2 separate regions of the Macaca mulatta genome follow, and region 1 is linked to region 2. The links are chromatin contacts, called in public Hi-C maps. All regions are on one chromosome and are shown on one strand. Each heading gives the region's core, a stretch centred on a gene start, on an enhancer-like site or on the middle of the called end of the contact. The rest is flanking DNA. Distances are from core to core; before and after follow the strand shown. Region 1 overlaps STK10 (serine/threonine kinase 10). Region 2 overlaps STK10 (serine/threonine kinase 10).

Region 1 (5,436 bases), core at 2,858-5,357, 69 kb after region 2:
CAAATGAGACGGCCAAGTTTCAGAACAAGTGACACTTAAGGATGGCAAAGATTAGGAAGCCCAAAAGCAGAGGGACACGGCTTCCAGAGACGCGCCTTGAACACCGTCTCCCTCAGGGAGGAGGAGCCTGGCCAGCCACCCTGGCACAGCTCAGGGAAATGTTGAGCCACAAAAGTTGTTGTGAACCAGCAAATAAAAAAACGGAAACCCAAACAGGATTGGTCCAAAGAAACCAAGTCTTGGCCTTGGCTGAAAACTGGAGCAACCTGTCCAACTTGGCTGGAGATATGGGAGCCCTCAGATCTCAGCTCTCCAAAAACAATGGGGAATCCAACCCACATATCACTGATAGGGGAGGCGTGAAAGGTGCCCATGGGCTCTACCTCCTTGCAGGAGACCACTCCCACCTTTCCCAGGCTCCTCCCTACCCAGAGGACAGCGAGACTCAATGCGGAGTTGCAGAGGGGAGAGTACTCCGGGGTCCACAGAAAAGAGGAGGAAGTGAGGAAGGAAGCACTTTATGGAGGGCCACCTATGGCCCCTGCCTGCCAGTGTTTAAGACACTCATTTAATCCTCACCACAACCTTGGGGGTCGTGTCCTTTCATGAACTCTGTTTTAGAGACAATATCAATCCTCAGAGAGGTTAAGGTCGGCCTGTTTATTCCATCAACAGTCCTTGTGGTGCTAAAGTAACATCTGTGCATTAAAAACAATCTTAGAAATATAATGGTACAAAGAAGAAAATCAAAACCTTTCATAATCCAAAAGAAACTCGCCTTTGGTAATCTGTGGTGTGACATTCTTGGAACTGTTTCCCAATCCCAGCTCTAACACTTCCCAGCTGTGTGACCCTGAGGGGACTTCCTTGCCCTCACTTCCCAGCCTTTTATACCTTTATATAATGACGATGTAACCACTCCTCCTCCAGAGGCTGTTGTGAGCATTTAATGAGTTCATATGTGAAAGATGCTTAGAAGAGGCTGGGTCCTTGGCTGGGCGTTGTGGCTCAAACGTGTAATCCCAGCACTTTGGGAGGCTGAGGCAGGTGGATCACCTGAGGTCAGAAATTCAAAACCAGTCTGGCCAACAGAGTGAAACTCTGTCGCTACTAAAAATACAAAAATTAGCCAGGCATGGTGGCACACGCCTATAGTCCCAGCTACTTGAGGAGGCAGAGGCAGAAGAATCACTTGGACCTGTGAGGCAGAGGTTACATTAAACCAAGACCACATCACTGCACTCCAACCTGAGTGACAGAGTGAGACTCTTGTCTTAAAATAAAATGAATAGAATAGAATAGAATAGAATAGAATAGAATAGAATAGAATAGAATAGAACAGAATAGACTGGGTCCAGAGTGAAAGTCTATAAATATTCACTCATTATAATCGCTCTGGCCACACACATATTCTTCCATACTTTACAAAATAGGGATTAAACTGTATACACTGGTCATTCTTACTTTCACTTAACAGTATGGCATGGCTAGGCACAGTGGCTCACACCTGTAATCCCCCTGTAATCCCAGCACTTTGGGAGGCCAAGGCAGGTGGATCACCTGAGGTTAGGAATTTGAGACAGGCTGACCAACATTGTGAAACCCTGTCTCTACTAAAAATACAAAATTAGCCAAGCGTGGTGGCATGCACCTATAGTCCCAGCTACTCGGGAGGCTGCGGCAAGAGAATCGCTTCAACCTGGGCAGTGGAGGTTGCAGTGAGCTGAGATGGCACCATTGCACTCCAGCCCAGGCAACAAGAGCAAAACTCCATCTCAAAAAAAAAGCAAACAGTATGGCATGAACAGCCCTTCAGAGCACAAAACACTGTTCCCCAACGTCATCTCCAAGGGTGGCAGAATGTTCCACTGAGTGACGGGACCCTCCTCTATTTGAGCAGCTCCCTATCATGGAGCCATGCCACACTGGTCACGTGGTGCCACCTCCAAAAGACTCGGTCTTGATTTACATGTTGTCAAATGCTCTCCAAATGGCAGGACCAAGCTATACCCCTGTGTTCCACCAACACTAGATTGAATTCAGATGTGATGCTGGGCTTGGGTCGGTTCTGCCACATCTGGCTCTGTGTCCTTGGCACTGGGCTCATGATGGTGCAGGTGTAAAGATGCCTGTGTCCCACTGGGAGAGGCACTATTGTCCCTATTTTGCAGAAAAGAAAACCAAGGTTCCGAGGGGTGACATCACTTGCCAAGGGTTACACAGCAAGGCCAACAACTGAGCTGTGACTTGCAAGATGAACGGCATCCCCAGGTCAAAAGCCTCTGAGGCGGCCGGGCACAGTGGCTCATGCCCAGGCCCCTGTGCCGTCTCCAGGCCCCTGTGCCATCTCCAGACCCCTGTGCTGCCTCCAGGCTGGGATGCAGGCTTCTTTTATCTCCTTAACAGAGAGAGCGCAACAAACTTCAGGCTGATCCCAGAACTCTTCACACGCCCCCACCCAGAAGCACCCTCCAGTGTAACAGGCAAGGGAGGGGTTCAGGGCCTCAAGGGAATCTGCCTCTGTCAAGCCCCAGGAAGGGGACGATCAGCTTAAGTCACCCCAGAGAAATGGTAACAATCACAGTAACAACAGCCACATTTACATCTTCTGCGTGAGGCAGGACAGTAAGGGCTGGCCACAAGCATCAATCTTCACAAAATCGGGCAAAGTGCTGTTTTGATTTAAACGTCACAGTTGAAGATGCTGAGGATCAGAGAGGCAAGGTGACTTGCCCAAAGTCACACAGCAAACAGGCAGGGAAGCTAGGAGGAAGCTCAGAATTGATTCTAGCGCCACATCATAACCACAGTGCGGCCTCCCGAGTGTAGCCACATTGTAACCACAACACTGGGCCTGTCCAGGGAGAGTGACTAAGAGGGGTCTGCCCAGGGAGGGGGACTAAGCGGGGCCCGGCATTCACTCACTTATCCTTTCATTTGCTCAGCAGGTATTTTTTGTTATTGTTATTTAATTTTTTTTTGAGACGGAGTTTCGCTCTTGTTGACCAGGCTGGAGTGCAATGGCACAATCTCAGCTCACTGCAACTTCCGTCTTTCGGGTTCAAGCAATCCTCCTGCCTCAGCCTCCTGAGTAGCTGGGATTACAGGCACCCACCACCATGCCCAGCTAATTTTTGTATTTTTAGTAGAGATGAGGTTTCCCCATGTTGGCCAGGCTGGTCTCGAACTCCTGACCTCAGGTGACCCACCTGCCTCGGCCTCCCCAAGTGCTGGGATTACAGGCGTCAGCCACCGCATGCCTGCGGCTCAGCAGGTATGAACTGAACATCTACCCTCCGCAGGCCCTGTTCCAAATGCTGGGGACACAAAGATCATTCCTTACCCTCAGGGACTTCGCATCTGTTGGAGGGGACAGAAAATAAACAAGGAGACACACAAGAGAATCCCAGTTTGTTACAACAGCCCTGAAGGAAATCTACAGGCAGCTGCCACCATGGTCAGGGAGGGGTGGTCGGGACAGGCCTTTGTGAGGAAGGAATCTGAGCTGAGAGAATGAGGAGGAGCAGCTGTGCAGTCACAGGTAGAGTGGCAGGCAGGGGAACCGCCAGTGCAATGGTCCGGAAGCAGAAAGGCGCCGAGCTTCCCTCAGCTCCTCCCAGAGGCACCACCGGCCTCCACCACCCTCCACCACCTGACCCAGGCTGGCTGGAGTTAACTCTTCAGTTACCCGTGCACCAGTCAAGTCCCTCCTCTTCCCCATCCTTCTCCCCAAGTCTTAGGTGTCTAATTCTGGCTCTGGTATAGCCTGTTTTTTCTTCTTATTGATGCTTTCAGACAAGCAGTTTTCCAGTCAGGTCTTGCTCTGTCACCCAGACTGGAGTGCAGTGGTGTGATCATAGCTTGCTGCAGTCTTGAACTCCTGGCCTCAAGTGATCCTCCCGCCTCAGCCTCCAGAGTAGCAGCCTCCAGACTGCAGTTGGTGCCACCACACCTGGCTAATTTTTAAAATTTTTTTGGAAGAGATGGAGTCTTCCTACGTTTCCCAGGCTGGTCGTGAACTCCTAGCCACCCAAAGTGTTAGGATTACAGACGTGACCCACTGTGCCAGCCCTGGTGTAGTCTGTTAGTATGAAAAAATCGGTAAGCTATGTGGGAAGAAGGGAAAAAATGCATCACGGGGGAAGCAGAGAGAAAGGGGAAGAGAAAGAGTGAAGTGGAAGGTGAGTGTGGGGGAGAGAGGGAGAAGGGAGAAGGAAGCGTTTCAGCCCCGCCCTCCCTGCTCTGCTGACAGGCCCCAGAGACACCCTGCACTGCAGCCTGCTGCGGTCCCAGCAGCCCCACCCACCAGGGCACCAGGAGGGGCCCCAGGAGCGCTTGGCTTCCCCGCCTTGACACCCGCCCCTTTCCCCTGCCACTTCCTGTGCTAGTCCTGCCTGCACCCCTCACCACTTCCTCTGCATGAGAGGCCACCATCCATCGCCATCCAGCTGAGGCAGGCTTGCAAAGAAGGGTTATGTTCCTGGGCACAGAAACCACAAGGCCAAGAGCAGACACCGCATTGAAGCGACCATGGACTGCCCAACAAACCTGTTTGTCTTTCTCTCTGTGCCGCAAGAGAAAAGAGACAGACTCCTGGCCAGAAAGATCTGGGTGCGAGTCCCAGTCCTGCCATAAAAAAGCTGTGTGACCCTGAGTAAGTCACTGTACCTCTCTGGGCCTCTGCTTCATCAGGTGTAGAGTGAGGATATTCCCCTGCCTTTCATGGGGATAAGAGAAGAATAAATGATGGACAGGTAGCAACTGAGCAAAAGTCAACTCCCTACTCATCTATCTTCTTCACTTTGGAACCCACAGGGCCTTGCACAAGTAGGTGCTCAATAGACAATCTAAAGCTAACACTTACGTGACTTCTTCCAGTGTCCTAGACTAAGTGGTTTCCATGGATTATCTCATTTCATCTTCCAACAGCCCTATGCGATTGTACCATTACCATCACCATTTCACAGCTTAAGAAACTGAGGCAGAGATAAGTAAATTCCTCAGCATCACACAACCTGCAAGAGGTAGAGCCAGGCTTGAACTGCAGGAACTCCTCCAGGTTCCCGGATCACCTCTGATCCCCAGCAGACACGAGCTTGCCTTCCTGTCTCATCCTCTCGGCTCTCTTTCCACCTCCTGATTAAGGATGCCCTAGACTCTTCCATGCCTCCCATCTCACAAACATCCCGTTCTCGGGCTGCTCACCTACACTCCCTCGGCTCCAATTTGGGTTCCAACTATAGCTCTGGCCTTCCCTCCCACACCTGCCTGGTTCAGTCACCAGGGTTGGCCACTCTGGCTCAGCCTCCATTCAGCATGGACCTCCTTAGTCTTGAGCAGCCAGGGATCCTGGCTCTGGCACCCTGCAATTGTGTCACCTCTTTGGTCAAGGCCTCCTCCCCCATCAAAAGAGAGTCCCTCTCTAATGTTACATGG
Region 2 (5,340 bases), core at 162-2,661:
GCTAAAGTGCCTTTACTCATATATGTAAAAAATAAAACTGGGTTTTAAAAACTTGTTTGCCAGCAATTCTATTTGTAGAAATCCATCTCCAAAACCAGATCTATAATATATAAGGATGCTTATAAAAGCAACAGCCAAAAAGAATGAAAAACTGGAAATCATCCAAAGTGTTGCTGGAGCTTCGTTGCTGAATGGTTAGATAAATTGTGGTTCACCCCAGCTATGAAATAACATGCAGCTCTTAAAAAGAATGAGGCTGTATTTGTATGGACTAACTTGGAAGTTTATCCCTAATACATGTCCCAAAGATGTTGCTGATTGACCGATGAGTCTTATAAAATGTGTAACATGATTCCAGAAATGATCCAAGTGAAGGTACTCCAGTAGAAGATTATCTTTAAAAGAATGACATATGCACATTGTGTGTACATGTCTGCATGCATGTGCATACACACACACACACACACACACACACACACACACACACACACACACACCCCGGTCTGGAAGTTTGCACATCAAACTTAATGTTCATCTCCCTGGAAGTGGGATTTTGGTGGAGGCAGTGCACAGAAGGGACCTTACATTTTTCACTTTACACACTTTTTTTTGTTTTTTTTGTTTTTTTTTGTTTTTTTATGAGACGGAGTCTAGTTCTGTGGCCCAGGCTGGAGTGCAGTGGCGCGATCTCGGCTCACTGCAAGCTCCACCTCCCGGGTTCACGCCATTCTCCTGCCTCAGCCTCCTGAGTAGCTGGGACTACAGGCGCCCACCACCACGCCCGGCTAATTTTTTGTATTTTTAGTAGAGACGGGGTTTCACTGTGATCTCGATCTCCTGACCTCGTGATCCGCCCGCCTCGGCCTCCCAAAGTGCTGGGATTACAGGCGTGAGCCACCGCACCCGGCCACTTTACACACTTTTATTCTTTTTTTTTTGAGGTGGAGTTTCGTTCTTCTTGCCCAGGCTGGAGTGCAATGGCATGATCTTGGCTCACTGCAACCTCCGCCTCCCGGGTTCAAGCAACTCTCCTGCCTCAGCCTCCCAAGCATCTGGGATTACAGGCATGCACCACCACGCCCGGCAAATTTTGTATTTTTAGTAGAGACGGGGTTTCATTATGTTGGTCAGGCTGGTCTCAAACTCCCGACCTCAGGTGATCTACCTGCCTGGGCCTCCCAAAGTGCTGGGATTACAGGCGTGAGTCACCGCGCCCGGCCCACTTTTATTCTTTAAAATGTTTTTGATAGAGTGTATTGTTTCTATGGTTTAAAAAAACTGAAATGCATATGTAGCAGAGTTTTTTGGTTTTGTGGGTTTTTTGTTTTTTCTCTATTAAGTAAAACCCAGTAGGGGCCAGGATGTGGTGAAAAGAGAACTGCACACTCCACTGGGGGTGTGTCAACTGGTGCGACCGGCACGGAGAGCATGCCGGCTACAGGATGAACAAAACCCCGACTCACAGCACACACCCAGCACTCTGCTTCTGAGAATCCCTCTTCAAGGTATGTTACAGAAAGAGACTCAAAGATCCATGAACAAGCACAATCATCACTGCATGATTTAGTAAAGATGATAAACCTCATGAGAAACCTAAGTATCCAATTCAGGGCTTTCCTCAGGGCTCTGATAGGTAAATTACATTTTGTACCTGTGATGGGTACAAGAAAAACACGAAAATAATCATGTTTCTGAGGACTCTTTTTTTTTTTTTTTTTTTTTTTTTTTTTTTTTTGAGACAGAGTCTCGCTCTGTAGCCCGGGCTTGAGTGCAGTGGCCGGATCTCAGCTCACTGCAAGCTCCGCCTCCCAGGTTTACGCCATTCTCCTGCCTCAGCCTCCCGAGTAGCTGGGACTACAGGCGCCCGCCACCTCGCCCGGCTAGTTTTTTGTATTTTTTAGTAGAGACGGGGTTTCACGGTGTTCGCCAGGATGGTCTCGATCTCCTGACCTCGTGATCCACCCATCTCGGCCTCCCAAAGTGCTGGGATTACAGGCTTGAGCCACCGCGCCCGGCCTCTGAGGACTCTTTAAGGATATGGAGGAATACGCTGATACTCAATGTTAAAAACCAGACTAGGAAACTGTATATATATAATGAACCTAGTTTATCTTATAAAAACTAATATTGTCACCAGACACGGTGGCTCACGCCTGTAATCCCAGCACTCTGGGAGGCTGAGGTGGGCAGATCACCTGAGGTCAGGAGTTCGAGATAAAAACCAACATGGAAAAACCCCCTCTCTACTAAAAATACAAAACTAGCCGGGCGTGGTGGCGCACGCCTGTGATCTCAGCTGCTCAGGAGGCTGATGCAGGAGAATTGCTTGAACCCGGGAGGCAGAGGTTGCGGTGAGCCGAGATTGTGCCACTGCACTCCAGCCTGGGCAACAAGAGCGAAATTCCATCTCAAAAAAAGAAAAGAAAAACTAATATTTACTGAGAACTTACCACATGCATAGCACTGTGTAAAGAAACTTATGCATATCATGTGCGTATCTATTCCTACACATCATTTATATCTATGCCCTTAAGGCAGGGAAAATTATGACTCCCATTTTACAGATAAGGAAGCTTAAGTTAAGAGAGACTAAGTAACGTGCAGAAGGTCACCCAGCTGTGCTCTTTCCCACTATCTGATCCGACTTTTCTGCAGACAAAAAAAGGACTTGGAGGGAAGCCCACGGCGAGTGGTGGTTTATTCTGGCAGGATTAGGAGGGACTTTAATTCTCCTTTTTGTGGGTCTTATTCCAAATTGTGTACAGGACTCTAGCTACTCTCGTGTGTGTGTGCGTGTGTGTGTGTTTTCTGATTACCAAAGTTATGTTGCTTATTAGAAACTCATTATTTTTCACATTAAAAACTATAATACTGGCCGGGCGCGGTGGCTCACGCCTGTAATCCCAGCACTTTGGGAGGCCGAGGGGGACGGATCACGAGGTCAGGAGATCTAGACCGTCCTGACTAACACAGTGAAACCCCGTCTCTACTAAAAATACAAAAAATTAGCTGGGCGTGCTGGCGGGCACCTGTAGTCCCAGCTACTCAGGGGCTGAGGCAGGAGAATGGCGTGAACTCGGGAGGCGGAGGTTGCAGTGAGCTGAGATCGCACCACTGCACTCCAGCCTGGGCGACAAAGCGAGACCCCGTCTCAAAAAAAAAAAAAACTATAATACTGACAGCTAAACATTTAGGGGTTTGCTGTGTATAGCTCCAGATTTATTTATATTACAATTATATATATTTTTTTTTAATTAAAACAATTTTTTTATAGTGACAGGGTCTCACGATGTTGCCCAGGCTGGTCTCGAATGCCTGGTCAAGCAATCCCATCACCTTCGCCTCCCAAAGTGCTGGGGTTACAGGTGTGAACCAACATGCCCTACCTAAAAATTATATATAAGTAGAAACAGACAAAAATTACATATACTTGGCCGGGCGCGGTGGCTCAAGCCTGTAATCCCAGCACTTTGGGAGGCCGAGACGGGCGGATCACGAGGTCAGGAGATCGAGACCATCCTGGCTAACACGGTGAAACCCCGTCTCTACTAAAAATACAAAAAATTAGCCGGGCGAGGTGGCGGGCGCCTGTAGTCCCAACTACTCGGGAGGCTGAGGCAGGAGAATGGTGTGGACCCGGGAGGCGGAGCTTGCAGTGAGCTGAGATCCAGCCATTGCACTCCAGCCTGGGCGGCAGAGCGAGACTCCGTCTCAAAAAAAAAAAAAAAAAAAATTACATATACTTAATTTTTATGTATTTGCTACTTTAAAATATGTAATCAGATTAAACATGCTATTTTGCAGTCACTTTTCCCCTTCAAAGTATGTACTATACATCTTTATAAGAGATTACACATTTTCTGCAACTTAATTTCAACAGGTGAAAAAGATTCCACTGTTTGATAGCACCATAACCTATTTAATCCTATACTGAAGTACATACACTTGGATCACTTCTGATTTCTTGCTCTTACAAATACTGTTGCAGGCCGGGCACGGTGGCTCAAGCATGTAATCCCAGCACTTTGGGAGGCCAAGACGGGCGGATCCCGAGGTCAGGAGATCGAGACCATCCTGGCTAACATGGTGAAACCCCGTCTCTACTAAAAAATACAAAAAACTAGCCGGGCGTGGTGGCGGGTGCCTGTAGTCCTTGCTACTTGGGAGGCTGAGGCAGGAGAATGGCATGAACCCGGGAGGCGGAGCTTGCAGTGAGCCGAGATCCAGCCACTGCACTCCAGCCTGGGCGACAGAGCAAGACTCCGTCTCAAAAAAAAAAAAAAAAAAAATACTGTTGCAATGTCTATCTTTGTATATGTCTTTCTATACAGGTATCAATACCACAATTACCTTTATAATGAAAAAATTATATAAACAGTGTAAAATACATTGTAACACGCACAAAAACAGTGAACTTAGCATGTATGCACACTTACAAGGGAGTCTCTCATCTGTCTGTCCCCTTGATTGTAGGTGACCAAAAGAATCCAAGGTAGGAGGAACCTTGTCATTCAGAAAACAGTGAAAACCATCCAGTCCAAAATCCCAAAAGTGCTCCTGTGGACAAACACTAGCCAGGTTCCCCCATGGTACAAGCAGGAAAGCAAAGGGCAGAGAGGTGCTGGGACCCCTGCTGAAACTGAGATGGGGACAGAAGAGAGCAAATGCTTCTACCCTCAGCCCTGGGATCTCCAGCTCGCAGCAGCCAGTGCACACCTGAGCTCATTAAGAAAGTGGCTTCTTCTAATGAGAGGGATGACCTGCCCTCCCAGAAGTGTCAGGGAAACAGTGTGGACAGGGAAGTGAGAAGATTCTAGCTTGATTGTAGATAAATTGCTAAATGCCTCTGAGCATCAGTTTCTTCACCTATTAAATAGGGATCATATTATTTAGCCAAATGTGAGACGGGAAGAACTGCTCTACCATGGTAATGAAACTGTCTTTGCAAAATTATAACTGAGGAAATGATACCAGTGAAAGAAATCAGACCTAACCGACTCCATCTTGCTTCTAACCTTGAAGCTGTCCGTGTTCATTCCTGGGCGTGGGCCAAACTAACTGTGGGAAAAAAATCAGTTCACGGTTTGACTCTGAAACAAAAGTGATAATAGCCCTTTCCCGAAAAGACCCTCTTCTTGAAGAAGAGGACCAGTCTGCCTTTGCAGGACTAGCAAATTAGCTACAAGATTAGAAATTACAGTGCAGGGGTCACGCAGCCTCTGGCTTCAAGAGTCTGAACTCCCCAAATTGCTCCTGGGGATAACATCACTACTGTCAAACCTCAGATCAGCCTTGAGTTATTTTGTAGACCCTACATTCGATAGATCAGTTGACACCACC

What was found. A called contact is a pair of places that touch in the nucleus more often than the background predicts.
Region 1: a contact with region 2 is called in a Hi-C map of CD4 T cells, with 3 times the contacts expected there. The contact joins two enhancer-like sites. A contact is called at or near these places in 5 of 14 Hi-C or Micro-C datasets (CD4 T cells, blood, cortical neurons and 2 more).

Annotation. Positions count from the first base shown.
Region 1 is chr6:181,027,099-181,032,534 of T2T-MMU8v2.0, forward strand. The region is part of intron 1 of STK10 (serine/threonine kinase 10); the gene reads right to left. Among named protein-coding and RNA genes, the nearest start is that of STK10, 15 kb to the right of the region's middle. Within about 2 kb of position 4,108, at least 13 of the 40 cell types and tissues checked have an H3K27ac peak or open chromatin away from gene starts, as enhancers often do. A contact at or near this core is called in CD4 T cells, where this site is marked.
Region 2 is chr6:180,961,045-180,966,384 of T2T-MMU8v2.0, forward strand. The region is part of intron 4 of STK10 (serine/threonine kinase 10); the gene reads right to left. Among named protein-coding and RNA genes, the nearest start is that of STK10, 81 kb to the right of the region's middle. Within about 2 kb of position 1,412, at least 5 of the 40 cell types and tissues checked have an H3K27ac peak or open chromatin away from gene starts, as enhancers often do. A contact at or near this core is called in CD4 T cells, where this site is marked.